5 separate regions of the Mus musculus genome follow, and all the other regions are linked to region 4. Evidence: chromatin contacts called from public Hi-C and HiChIP or PLAC-seq data. All regions are on one chromosome and are shown on one strand. Each heading gives the region's core, a stretch centred on a gene start, on an enhancer-like site or on the middle of the called end of the contact. The rest is flanking DNA. Distances are from core to core; before and after follow the strand shown.

The links. Hi-C and Micro-C count contacts between places; a contact is called where the count stands out from the background. HiChIP or PLAC-seq counts read pairs in DNA pulled down with a chosen protein or histone mark.
Region 1: a Hi-C map of muscle stem cells shows a contact between it and region 4, with 2.5 times the contacts expected there. The contact joins two enhancer-like sites. A contact is called at or near these places in 2 of 484 Hi-C or Micro-C datasets (the N1E-115 cell line and muscle stem cells).
Region 2: a contact with region 4 is called in a Hi-C map of adipose-derived mesenchymal stem cells, with 2.7 times the contacts expected there. The contact joins two enhancer-like sites. A contact is called at or near these places in 2 of 484 Hi-C or Micro-C datasets (B cells and adipose-derived mesenchymal stem cells) and 1 of 115 datasets of contacts at active chromatin or transcription factors (pancreatic cancer cells).
Region 3: a Hi-C map of embryonic fibroblasts shows a contact between it and region 4, with 6 times the contacts expected there. The contact joins two enhancer-like sites.
Region 5: a contact with region 4 is called in an HNF4G HiChIP or PLAC-seq map of pancreatic cancer cells. The contact joins two enhancer-like sites.

Annotation. Positions count from the first base shown.
Region 1 is chr10:17,597,999-17,600,698 of GRCm38.p6, reverse strand. All of the region lies in intron 3 of Gm32543 (a long non-coding RNA gene), which reads left to right. Among named protein-coding and RNA genes, the nearest start is that of Gm32656, 60 kb to the left of the region's middle. Within about 2 kb of position 1,323, at least 29 of the 459 cell types and tissues checked have an H3K27ac peak or open chromatin away from gene starts, as enhancers often do. A contact at or near this core is called in muscle stem cells, where this site is marked.
Region 2 is chr10:17,548,782-17,551,481 of GRCm38.p6, reverse strand. The region is part of intron 3 of Gm32543 (a long non-coding RNA gene); the gene reads left to right. Among named protein-coding and RNA genes, the nearest start is that of Gm32656, 110 kb to the left of the region's middle. Within about 2 kb of position 1,376, at least 94 of the 459 cell types and tissues checked have an H3K27ac peak or open chromatin away from gene starts, as enhancers often do. A contact at or near this core is called in adipose-derived mesenchymal stem cells and pancreatic cancer cells, where this site is marked.
Region 3 is chr10:16,170,164-16,172,891 of GRCm38.p6, reverse strand. No RefSeq gene overlaps it. Among named protein-coding and RNA genes, the nearest start is that of C330004P14Rik, 380 kb to the right of the region's middle. Within about 2 kb of position 1,456, at least 34 of the 459 cell types and tissues checked have an H3K27ac peak or open chromatin away from gene starts, as enhancers often do. A contact at or near this core is called in embryonic fibroblasts, where this site is marked.
Region 4 is chr10:17,011,183-17,013,882 of GRCm38.p6, reverse strand. The region is part of intron 1 of Gm20125 (predicted gene, 20125); the gene reads left to right. Among named protein-coding and RNA genes, the nearest start is that of Gm20125, 83 kb to the left of the region's middle. Within about 2 kb of position 1,277, at least 75 of the 459 cell types and tissues checked have an H3K27ac peak or open chromatin away from gene starts, as enhancers often do. A contact at or near this core is called in adipose-derived mesenchymal stem cells, embryonic fibroblasts, muscle stem cells and 1 more, where this site is marked.
Region 5 is chr10:17,653,066-17,655,765 of GRCm38.p6, reverse strand. All of the region lies in intron 3 of Gm32543 (a long non-coding RNA gene), which reads left to right. Among named protein-coding and RNA genes, the nearest start is that of Gm32656, 5.4 kb to the left of the region's middle. Within about 2 kb of position 1,260, at least 73 of the 459 cell types and tissues checked have an H3K27ac peak or open chromatin away from gene starts, as enhancers often do. A contact at or near this core is called in pancreatic cancer cells, where this site is marked.

The sequences.
Region 1 (2,700 bases), core at 74-2,573, 590 kb before region 4:
CACCTCAGTTTATAGACTACAGAGACTAGCTCACTGCTTGGTAGCAGGGTGTATCTAGTGAGGTCATAACAGGATGCCAGCTCTCCGACATGGGTATGAAATGGCTGTTGATTGACAGGAGAGTCTGCTGTGGGTGCTGAGGTTGTGAGAAGATTTTGGTTATCCTCTGAAGAAAGCAACATTAACATGACAACAGACTGCTTGTTAAAGCCTCTTTCTAGTTCTTTATCTCAATGCTCTGGGAGGCCTTTTCTCCCTTTCATAGAAAGCTCTGGGACAAGGACGAGAATGGCAGTGATTAATAGGCCAGGTGATTAGATGTGCTGTTGGCTCTCACTGAGCTATGGTTACAGTTTGCCTAGGAGATATTTGTTACTGTATTTTAAGAACTAACAGAATTTTTTTTTAAGTCTCTGAAGCCATATCATGTCAGAAAACAAAGAGGCATTCTTTATTCACTATAAAACAGAATCAATTATCTCTAATATAGGCAATCAGCAAGAAAGACACAAGCTGGCTCAATGACAGTTGTCAGAGCTTTGTTTCTGGGAGACTTTTTGAGACAGGGTCTTGCTACGTAGCCTAGGCTGCCCTGTCCTCTGAGCACTGGGATTACTGGTGTGCCTCATGACACCTGTCTAATCAGAAAATCTTGGCATCGTTGCCAATGCTATGTGGACAGGAACAGCTGCCTGTCTGACGGTAAGAGATAAACATTGCTAGAGAAGGAGGCATGGGGATGTCATTCAGGGCAGGACTGGCCCAGAGTAGTGGGAAGGAGGCTCACTAGAGCCCATTATCACTACAAAAGTTTTAGGTTCTCAAGATGACTCAACAGGTAATGGTGCATGCCATCAAGACCATCAACCTGAGTTGTGTCCCTGGGTCCCACAGGTGGAAGGAAACAACCAACTTCGGCAAGTTGTCTCTGACCACTGCATGTACACCATATAGAATGTAGACACACATACACAAACACACAATTTAAAAATTCAATAATTTTTTTTTAAAGAAAGTTTCAGAATCTCTATGTGTTGGGCTTGACTTGGTATGAATAATGCTGAAAACGTTCAGTCTGACCAGCTTTCAATGCTGCTACATAAACATGCCCTGTCGAAGGGGAAGCCCTATTTCAACCTCTTTCTAGTTCTGTGCTGGCGCCTTTAAAAGCCCAGAAGATTTTGGATCTGGCGTACTTGTGCCAAATCATTTTTGGCTCTCATTGCACTTGAAAAACATGTTTTGGAGAGTCTGTGTAACATTTTGGGCGGGGTGGTTTCTAAAAGGCTCAATCTTAAACACAAAGAGAAGCTGTAAGACCAGTGATTAGCGCTGATGCAACCTCAGGGCTCTGCTGCGCATGCTCCTCTCCGGAATGCTCAAACAATACTGGGCAGACACATCCAGTTGGTAAGAGAGGGTTATTTTAGTACATGATACACGTTTTGACGTCTGTATATAAAGTAAACTCTGTGTAGGAATTTTTTGATAATAAGTGTGTGTGTGTGTGCATTTCGTCATCAACTTCTAAAAAATAATGAAATGGCTAATTTGAATAAAATAATGAAGCATAAATAACAATTAAATCCGAACCTGTGTGCTTACCACCACGTGTAAGAAAACTTTCCTAATCCCTTCATTTTAAAAGTTAACCACTATGTTTGTGTGTGCATTTACATGTGAGCTATTTCATGAGCGTTGCACACTCCATTGGAGAAATAGTTTTGTTTTTACTCATTTCCCACCTTATAAACGGGATGTGCTCCAAGCTTTTTTTTTTTTTTGGCAATTTGCATTAGTTCAATTTTTTTTGGTGAGATTCATTCATATGCATGTGGCTGATTAAATGTCACTTAAGAGAAGTTCTTCCATATATGTAGAAGAAAAGATTCAGGATCCCTGAGGATACCAAAATGCTCAAATAACTGTGTGTAAAGTGATGAGACATTTGCATATTACCCATGCACATCTTTTTGCATCTTTAAGTCATCTCTGGAATAATTACATACCTAATATCATGCAAACACTACACTATGTAAATAAGAGCTCCCTGTTTTGTTTTAGAAATAATATTAAGGGAAAAACTCTGGGTATGGTCTTTACAGATACTTCCCCCCCCCACCCCAATATTTTCTATTCTAAATTTGTTGATTCTGCTGGAAGTGGAACTTATCGATAAGCAGGGCCAACTTTCTTGATTGTATAAATATCCCACAAGCTGGTCAGCTTGTCTGTTTACTTCTCTTTGACTGATAACCAGGCTGTTTCTAGGCCTTTGGCAGAGGAGGAAGTCTTGACCAAGTCTCTTGGTGTTCACAAACAAGAATTTTCCTACAAAAGTATGGAAAATGGAATCGCTAGCTAGTGTAATACACGTTTCTGTTACTTTACTAGATAACGCCAAGTTGTTTTCCCAAATCAGAGAACTAAATGTCCATATCCACTGATGGTGTGCCATAATCTTTTTGTTTTATATGTTCCTGCAACTTTAGGACAGTTAGACTTTCAAACTTTCGTTAACTCGCTGGCCATGAGAAGGTATCTGGCTTTAATATTACCTTTTCTTTGTTAATAAAAGCTTCCACCCATGCTAAGTAGTCAGTTGGCTTTGTTTTTTGGCTAGATAATTGTTTCGTTTGCTGAGCTGTTGACATTCTCTTGTCTGTATTTAATTCATGCAATTTGCTTTAGATACAAGAG
Region 2 (2,700 bases), core at 127-2,626, 540 kb before region 4:
TGTACAGATAGTTGGTAAGCTACTAAATATAATTGCATTCCAATGAAACTTTATTTACAAAAAAACATTGGCAAGTGAGTTTGACCCCAACAGAATAGTGTTTCCACTTCTGCCCTGAGACGCATGGTTGCTTGAAGTTTCATTATATTTAAAACCATTTTATAATAGAAAGTCTGGCTTTTGACAGTCTTCCTCTTTGAAGGTGATAGGAAGGCCCTTCTCTTAGGGAAAAGATCTTAATTTGTGAACTAATCACAGTTACATACAGTACAGTGCTCCTACATTGTTAAGAGACAAAAAGATGATATTCTGTGCTCTCCCATAAAACCTCAGCCTACATGGTACCTAACCATGTGCCCAGGTCTGGCTGAAATGGAAGGAGAAGGTACAGAAGTCAACAGGTCTGACAATAATCTACTTGAGACATTTTAATTTCTCTGTCCCTTGCCAACCATATTACTCTGAATATTTATGCATACACCATATTACTTCCCCTCCTCCAGAAGTTTCCTCACAGAACTGCGTGGGTTGACGTGCCTCCCTCATCTTATTTAGCACTGTACATAAAAGTGATAGTTTGGGCAGTGTTTCTTCATTTGAAAAGTTATTGCTAAAGACACCGCCTAATAGACTCTTTTGTGCCTGCTTGCAAAACTCCATATGTAATCTCTCTTATTATGCTTCCTATTATTAACCAGAGAGTCCACGTCACTCCTCAGCTGCGTTCCCATAGCGTAATCATCTCTGGTTCCATGAAACACAGTATATGTTCAGCTCCATTGACCACATTCAGCTTCATTTTTTCAACCCCACCAACTCTTCCTTTGCATTCTTGTTGTTCCCTCGTCTTTTTCAGGTCTTGATGGCTCTGACTGTCCCTGTATCTTAATGGGGAATATACTACAGGGGTGCTAATAGAAAACAAATAATTTGGGTTCACCGGAACTGTTAAAGACCACAAGAAGGATATTTTCCTTTGTGTTTAAGAGTAGAAGAACAAGGAAGTGATAGCCAAGCTGCCTGGGGCAGATGGTGTAATGATAACAGCTAACAGAACTATTAAATTCAGATTTTGCTTTCAAGTTCTGCAGCAAATAAAGTGGTCTGCAGGATATAAGAGGAGGAGCAAACAAGACTTTCATTTTGTATGCTTGCTTTGGGTTTTTTGTTTTGTTTTGTTTTTGTTTTTTGGTGGGGGGCATGCTTTTTGCACTTCACCTCATTTATTTTCACTCTGTGTGGTAGTCATAGCTGTTATTATTATCCTATTTTGTTGGGGGAGGAAATTATGACTCAGCCTTATCTGACTTGTCCACACACACAAACAAAGCAAAGAAGGGGTTGACTGTAAGTCTACAGAGATGACTGGACAGTTGGCCAGAACCTGACTGCAATAAATGAGCTCTAGCTGACAGCTCCAGGTATAAGCTGTGCCCAGCCACTGGGAACACTGGAATGCTGGACAAATAGCGCACATTCTAGCTAGTCTCACTGAATGGGTGAATGTGAACTGACGATTAATCTCAGAAGTTACTGAAGTCTTCAAGAAACCAAAAGATGAATGAAAAAAGGGAAATGTTGATTCATTTTTCTAAAAGGAGGATAGATTCCAGAGACCGAAAATAGGTCAGCTATTCTTCCATAGTGAGCCTAGAGAAAGCCATGGGTGGATTTTCTAATGTAATGGTTTGTGAGCAGTAACTAAGGAATGTGGTGGTTTATGAGGCATGCACACAGGTTCACAAGGAACTCAGCGAGTTAAGTTATGCTAGTTTAAGTGAGCTTCTTGCTTCTGAAATGGAACAACTTTATAAAATCACAGGGTTGACTAGTAAAAACATCACTTTCTCAATAATATCCTAAGAGAAGAACCTCACGGTGAGTGGCTATTGTCATCTCAACAAGTGCAGCCCATTTACCCGTTACACTTACCCATCTAATGCTCTGTCTGAGCTGGTACTTTGTTTATCTTCCCGTTCAGAAGATAAGAAACAGGGATCGCAGGAGATCAAATAGTTTATGCAAATTGCTGAGCTAGAACCGAAGCCAACTATGCCTGCCTCAGAGCTGTTGAGGGCAACAACTACACCGTATTAGCTGACACACAGCCAGGCTCAACGAGGTCTGCGGCTAAGGCGAACTATGTATATTCAGATTGGGTCATCATAGCATCAGGTAGAGTCATACAGGTTGTAAAAAAATCCAAAGCACATTGGTCAATATTTTGGTCTTAATCTGTTTGGCACTTGAGTCAATGCACTGACTAAAGACAGAAAATATGCTTAATCACCTCTGAAGTTGACAGACAAAAAAAAGAAAAGCCAACAGCCCTACTATCAACTCACATTTGCATAATGTTTTCCACTCTGCAAAATAACTTTTGCCCTGTGCACCTCAGTGGAGTCTCCTGATGCTTCAGAGGATTATGACTGCTAGTGCCCACCCCCAGTACTGTTTTTCCAGTGAGCAAAACCTGAGGTTCATGAATGTCAGATGACCCAATGAGAGTCATACAGTGAATGATCTGGGGACTTCCGTTTTCCATCACAATGCAGTAGGGGCAGAGTCCTGCCCAGAGCCAGTATCAAGACATGCAGTTGCTAGATCAAAACCGGATGAAGTCTGATAGACTTGGAGTTCAAAACTGAAGAAAAAAAAAAGTACACGTGTTCGGGTATTTAATGTAAGCCAGTGTGGTAG
Region 3 (2,728 bases), core at 207-2,706, 840 kb after region 4:
CTACACATTCATACTCATCCACACTCACACAGTAATTTACACTAGCATACAGGGATGAGAGTATACATACATATTTACATACATAGACACACTAACTAATACAACCACCTTAAAATTTAAAAATAATACACAAGTTGGTTTGAAGCCACAATGTTACCTCATGTAATTAATCTGTTAATAATTCTGTCATGCTATCTATCATCAATTGTTCTAGATAACACAGAAGGTCAATAATTAGAGAAACCTGATATATTTGCCAAGAATTCGGAGTCAAATACAAATCAGGATTTCAAGATAACCGTTGTATAATAATACGGAATTTTATTTAAAAATTCTTTAAATTTTGCAGTATTCTTGAGAAGATATTTTGAAAGATTTTTAAAAACTTTTATTTACAAAAGTAAGTCATTAGCAATATATTTCAAATTGATACAGGATGTTAAGCATTTTGACTCTAGCTGTATTATTTTCAACATTATATATTACTCTAAGATTCTTCTATCCAATTCATTTTTCTTGAAAATTTTTACTAGTAATCTAATTCTCTAATTCATGTGTGAGATCAAAAAATGTTAGATCAGAATAAATGAGAAAGTTTTAACAATGGTTCAATAAAATATGTTCTCTGACATATTTAAGCTATTTCTGCAAATCCTGTCCTACAATTGTTGCAAACATGGTATTAAAAAAACATTAGAACAACATTTAAATATTTATAATTTATGTATTTTTCAACCTACAAGTTCATCTTTCACATTAAGATTAATCTATATGAAAATGTGTAATACTTTTTATATAAACTAGTTGTATTCCATAATGGTGTTATTATCATATGTTTTTCTGAAAATAACATATGCACTAAAACATATTAGGGGGGCTATATCAGTAATTTTTTTCTCTATTAGGAAAAAATGTGTAAGATGTTAGAGTGTGCTTCTGTCCATAGACACTCCTTTTTCAATAAAACATTTGACAAGTGTATAGATATCGACAGAGACGGGAATATATTTGTTTTCAAGGTAAAACAAGGGAAATATAACAGATGAGTTGAAAGGAATAAAGATAATCACTCAGATGTAAATATATTCTCTCTAGAACTGCGTAAGATAAAGAAAAATGACTATCTTCCCCTAACTTGTCTGTATTTGAATTTTGTATTCATTTGAATAATTCAAGCAGCAGAAGAATCCTGCAGATGTTTTCTAATTTGGTCACTAGCAAATTTTTAAAGGAACATTCTGGTGCTTTAGACTGTGTACATGTAATATTTCTGAGTGCTTTCCCAAAGAGAAACACTTAATTTGAAAAATTACCAGCAGCACTGATTTGAGTGCGACAGCTTAAGCACACCATGTTGTGTCTTCTTCGGCTTCGTACACATTGTTTTCCTTCATCTTTTGGATATGGTTTTGAAGAATGAGTAAGTCATTCTTAGCAGGAGAGCTCATCATGTGACTACCAGATACTGGAGGCAGATGAGTCATTGCTACACAGACTACAAATTATGCATGCTGGAGAAATCCATATTCATGTTTGCATTTGACCTAAGCTTCAACTTTAAAAATAGATTTAACAAAAATTATACGGAAATTCAAAAATTGTTTTGCTAGGAAGCAAACAAGTTATGCAATGCAATTTAGAAAAAGAATGTTCCCTCTGCTAGAAAGAAATCACATTAGCAATGAAATACTATATGTCAGTCTGAACTTAAGCCCACATTCAAGAACATATTGTACACAAAACTTCGGAAATCTATTTATCTGCTGTGTGATTGATAGCTATTGCTGCAGCTCAGAGACCTTAGGGCAATACTGATTCCCCATTGTTTGTCAGTAAAGAATATTATTTGAATGGGAAGCTGTATCTCTTTCACAGTCCATGGAAAAAAGCCTAGGTATATGGGCTTTGGATAAAGCCTAATAATGTGGATTCAATAGCCAAAGGATTTTTTGTGTTCTTAGCTCACCACTAAATTGATTACGTATACAAATTGAACCTGAGTTGTTTTATTCATGCATAAAACATGAATTCTTTGACATTTGCTACAAAGGGTAGAGCTAAGACATGACTTACCTGACATAATCTTTTGGCTCACAGTCTTACACACACACACACACACACACACACACACACACACACACACACACACAAACACACACTACAAAAATATATGAATGTATATATGTACACATTTATGATTTATGATCTGGTTTTTTTTCTAATTATGTTTTGTTTGTTCTACTGAGAATAAGCCTGCCCTGTGCTGACTCTTGTTTTGTATATTAATTCATTCCAAGATCTCAGGCACATTTGCCTGTCTCTGTTCCCAGAAAAGGCATATTGAGAAATAAGCCTCCTTTTAACAAGACTCCTTCAATAGACTTAGAAAACTAAATCATTACAAAGCAAGGGTATAATGCTAGTCACTGCTTGGGCTTTAGAATCAATGAAAGCTACCAGATGCACAGCTACATTTGGATGTATCATTTTCAAATTAATGTTAATAATATCTTGGTGATTTTACACACCTAACTCACCCAGAAAAAATAGGAGTTGCACGTTTTCATCTACACCCACAAATGAGAAAATAAAACAAATACAATTGTTGTTCAGTAGTATAAAGATTTATTCCAGGTTTTCATAGATAATACCTATTTTAGATTTAGAATTCTGATGTGATTAATATTACCTTATTATAGGAGAAGAAGGTTTATACAGAATAAAGAAC
Region 4 (2,700 bases), core at 28-2,527:
AGTTGGATTGGGCACTTAATGTTGCTCAGAACTCTGGTCCTGATGCACAGGGCAAGGTCTGAACCTATTGTGTGAATTCTATGGCTCATGGCTTTATAACTCTTAGGACTCTGTAACCAATCAGATCATTTCAAACAGAAATGGCTACATAGATCCCTGTAAATCCTAGAAGTCCAAAGAGAATAAATGACTAATTTGTACAGAGTTAGGTGTGGAAGATTTTGTGGAAGAAGCCCTAGATGTCCTGAAATATGTGTGTGAGACACTAAATGGTATGGACGGAAAGTTGGGTGTATTTGAGAAGCACCTGCTAGTAACAATATATATATATACACACACATATATAAACAAATATATATATACACATATATATACATATATATATACATACACACACACACACACACACACACACACATATATATATATATATATATATATACACACACACACACATATATATATCATACTAAAGGCTTTGGAAGTGTAAATAATACCCTTTTGCTTCTCACCCTCCTTGTTGGTTGTTTATTGCTTCTTAGGAACAACTATGTCATGTTTGGATGTGGTTTGGGTTGACAGATATTATTCTACTTGTTTTGAGGTGCTACTGGCAGCTATGGAGTAGAGGTCTGGTAGTCTATTAAAGGTTCTTCCAGGCACAGAACAATCCATAACAACAAACACTTAAACTTTCATGTCCTCAGTGACAAGATTTAAAGACATTAGACGGTAGAAATATATGGGGATATCACAGAAAATAAAGCTACAAATTAGTAAAGCTGTTTTATACATATTAATATTAGGCACTTAATTAAGCCAAAGAAAGCTAATGATATTTTTATGCAGAGATGTGACAGAAGCAGAATAGGGCCCTTAGAAGCTTAAGCTAGTACCTGAATAAAGGCCTTCTGAAACAGGATTAGAAAGGGCTGTTTGGAAACCACATTAAAGGTTTAGATAAGATAATGAGGTCTTACACAGATTTATGCTTCTTCAGTATTACCAAGCTCAGAGACTGGCAACAACAGGAGGCATTTGTTTTTGTCTTGAAAGTTTGAAGGTTAAATTCTTCTGTCTCTTTGATTCAGCTCACATGCATCTTGGAGGAAAATACCACAAGTCTTGACTTTTTGTCCATAAATGCTTGGAATGCCCCTGAGGTTTCTTCAGCATTTCATATCACTTGTTTTCGTCAGTGAGTGGAGCCTTTAAAAACATGACTCGCAATGACTAACTACTCTGTAGCCTCAGTAAAGGAATTTCTTATTGCACCATATTTGGGAGTAGGATGAGTAGAGGGAGGGAGAGGGAGGGAGAGGGAGCCGCCAGAGAGGGGGAGGAGAAAGGAGAGGGGCAGAGAGAAAAACATCAAATCACAACAGTTTCTGAATTTCTCTTGTTTCTTTGTTTTTGGAATACTTGCATGATGAAGATATGTGAAAAATGGATCAATGGAATCTCTAAGTTGGAAGGTTATCTAGTCTGGACTCCTCCCATATGCTCTGATTAGTGTGCAAAATCAAAATATTAAATGGAATGGCTGATGACTTTTGTCTTAAAGATCTCTAGTGTTTGGACAGATGCCTGCTTAGTCAGTCTGGGCTCACTCGTGCAATGGGTTCTAATATTTGAAGACACTGGCCATTTGACAAAAGCATACTTCAAAGGTCCTTGCTAACTTCATAAAGGTATAGCAAATGTGCCATAAATAAACACCAGTGTGCAAGGTAACAAGACCATTTAGTTTTTGTTTCAATATTTACTGGGAATTTCTGAGACCTCAGTAGGGGAAAAACCCTACTTGGCTGTGTTTCAGACCTGGCTTCCTCTAGCCTGTGAAGAGCCAATTACTATGGTAAACAGAGTCATTTTGTACATCAGCAGCTCTCCTGTCATCACCCTGATGCCAGCCTTGGGAATACAGACCTTTGTGTAGCATAGCATGTTCTAGTCCTCAGTGGTCAAGCCAGGCTCAGCTCTTTCACAACGCAGACATGGAGAGAAAGGCTGAGCTCTGTAGAAACTTTTGGGATTTAGGACTTTAAGGCAAATTTAGTTCATTTAACTAAATCTAACATGCTTTCTAGGTAACATGTATTCTAAATTACCCATGCAAGTTCATCATGAAGTCAAGAGCATGTAAGATCTTTGCCTGTTCTGGAAGGAACACTAGACATAGAAGCTTTAACACTCTAAAGAGATTAGATGCCTGCTCAAACCAATGCAATTCTCAATAAATGGAGTTCAAGAGAAGGAATTGCTCTGGAGCGATGGAAGGAATGGAGGAGTGGAAATACATGTTACTAGGAGACAGATACTTTCTTCCTTTCTCTTTAAACACAAAGGATGTATTCCATAGGAAACCCCACTATGCAAAACCAGCAATTTCTGCCACCATGTCTTATAAAGACAACAGAATATAAAATAAAGACAGCAACATAACCAAAGATATTTTACAGAAAAAAAAGTAGAAAACTTCTCAAAACTAATGTATTCAAATTCCAGGAGTGGGCTACACAGACTGTTGACAGTATCTAGTTCTGGTTTCTTTTTAAAAATGAATCATTGGATGACATTACAATGTTTGTTCAAGTTCACTGGAGCTACTGTTGAAGGCAGACTATGGGACTGGAGAGGTGGAAGTAGGATAGTTCAGTGGTAGAAGTCTGGCGAGTATGCCCAGGCCTGGTTTTGATT
Region 5 (2,700 bases), core at 11-2,510, 640 kb before region 4:
TTTGAAAGAGGACATTTTCTGCTAGTGAGACTCACGTGTTTGGTATCTTTACACCCCTCCCCCTCTGTCAGTTTCCTTTCTTCTTTCCACCTCTCTCTCTCCCTTCCTTGTTCCTTGTTCCTGCTCTTCTTGCCTAATAGCCAGGTTGTACTGAACGCTGATGTTACCACACACAACCCAATATGCACTCGATTTTTGAAGATTTTTGAAGATGTAATCTCCCTTTCTCTGAGTCTCAAGTAGATTGGCTTTGGAGACTTTTAATTACAATTTAATTTAATTTTGCATTAGTAAAGTACATTATATTGTCATTTTCTTGCTTATGAAATTCTAAAACAATAATTACAAACAATAACTGCAGAAAATATTCAAAATAGAAAGTTTTATAAAGTAAAGATTTAAAAAGTCCTCTTTGCCATATCTCATGAAACTGTCCTTTTGCTTACGATTCTTTTTTATGCTTTACAAACACATATGTGCATCTTTCTCTCTATATAAATATACTCCACACTTAAATTTCATAAATTAAGAATCACACCATACCTTTGTCTTAGCATATTTCTTTTATCATAATAGATCTCCATACATGTATTAATAAATCTGCTTTAGGTTTTTAATGGCTATTTCATATGAAAGGGTATAGACCTTATAAATCAGTTCCATTTAGGAGAACACCCAGATTCGTTTCTATAACAGTAAATAGGTGTGCTCACATCCAAGATTTCTATAGCTGAATCCCTAGAAGCCAAGGTCCTGTTGTGGGAGCACACATTCTGATTCTGATCCGCTCTCTTTGTGGTAACTGTGTGCTTACTGTGGTCCTAACCTTAGCACTTAGGTTATATCCTTATAGGAAAGGAGCCTGCCAGGGATCCATCTGCACAGCTGTGCGCCTCAAGCAACATAGAGAAGCTGGCCTGAATCTCCTTCCCCAAAGATAACCAGGCAGGCAGGTGTGCTTCTCCACTCTCCCCCTGCTCTCTCTGATTTAATCTTGGTTGCTATTCACATTTAAGTCTATTCCTTCTTCCTCTTCCTCCTTCTCCTCTTCTCCTACTCCTCCTTCTTTCTTTGTTTCTGTTTTTCAGAGTAGGTATAAGGAGAGAGAGAGGGAGAGAGAGAGAGTGAGCACATGCTCACACCACAGCACACATGGAGAGGATGGAGGACACTCTCAGGAGTCAGTTCTCTCCTACCATGTGGGTTGATGGAATCAACCTCAGGTTATCAGGTTTGTGCCTTTGCCCACTGAGTCACCCAGCAGGCCCGTGACTCACATTTTAATTATGGCTAGAGATGCATGCTTACCCGGAATAGCTGAGACTTAGCTGTCTTCCCCCATCCCTCATCCTTTGGCCCTGTTCCATTCCTTTTTACATTTCTCTTACTTCTAGAGTCACAATATTTTCTTTTCCCTCTGGATTTTGAAAGCACTTTTCTGTTATTGTCTAATACTTAGACTTGCTGACTTAAAATATGTTGTAGTTTGTTTAGGTCACTTTTTTTTTCTTTGTTTTTGAAACTCTTTGTGATCATACTGGGATTTACTTATGAACATTAGATACCCAGAGTCAAAAATTCCCGTAGCAGAGTCTGCATTTTACTGCGCTTCTGTCTTGCTGGCTACCTGTGGGAGAACACTAAGCAGTAGTCAGGGACGGAGGGGCACTGTTGTTTGCCCTTGAGATTAAAAAGCCTTTCCCACTCTGGCACTCGAAAATAACTTCTCAAAACTGGTTATTCTATTTTTTTGGTACTGGCAGAAGTTGTACACCTGGAAGTGACACGTGCTACTCCTCTTTCTGGTCAAAGGTTACGTACGTTACGTAATTACTCACAGCCAAGAATGAGGATGGTAGATTAGAGAACTGATAGATTACAGAGAGGCAAATTAGCTTTCTGTGTCCCAGAGCCTCTCTCCACTTGTTTTCCTGATTATAATTTGAAGTGCATTTTAAAAATCATTATGTGGACCCATTCGGTGTAAAGTTATTTTAAACTATTTATTGATTACATTGTTTGATTTACAAATTTCTGAAAAATAGTAATAATATACAAAATTACATAATATCAACAAAACAGCAAATATCTCTAGTCTAAACTTCCGTGTATTACGGGAAGCTCTGTTTCTTGGTGGACATTGCCAGGCTAGTCTTTCCACAGTGCTGCTGGGGGCCAGGCCCTCCGGTTTTATATAGGCCCTGCTTCCTTTAGTTTTCACAACAGCTGCAGAAGGTGAAGGCTGTTATTACCCCTCATTTACATAGGAGGAAAATAAAGAGAACTTGCTGAGTCACACGGCCGGTAAACAACTCAGCCAGAGTCTGACTTCAAGCTGAATGCTCCTTAGGACATTTTCCAGCTTCTCCATCAGGGAAGTTTTAGAAGTAGTGACCCCCAAGGCCTTGGAGAGAAAGGCTGTCCTCTAGGAGAGCGGTTTTTTTTTCTTTTTTAAAATAAGAACAATATCTTTATGCAATTGTATGAATTGCGCTGTTGTGTATGAATGTAAGCGTTTCTGTGTGGGCTGCCAACTTTTCTGAGCCACGGCTGATTTGACACTAGGTTTCATAACTGTATTCTGTACCCAGTGATAGACAGCTTATATCATAGGTCATGGAAACAGCAGAGGGGGTGGACATCTGGTTATTTTAATCATATAGATGCCGCTTGAAGATTTGTTACCATCTATTTAGAATT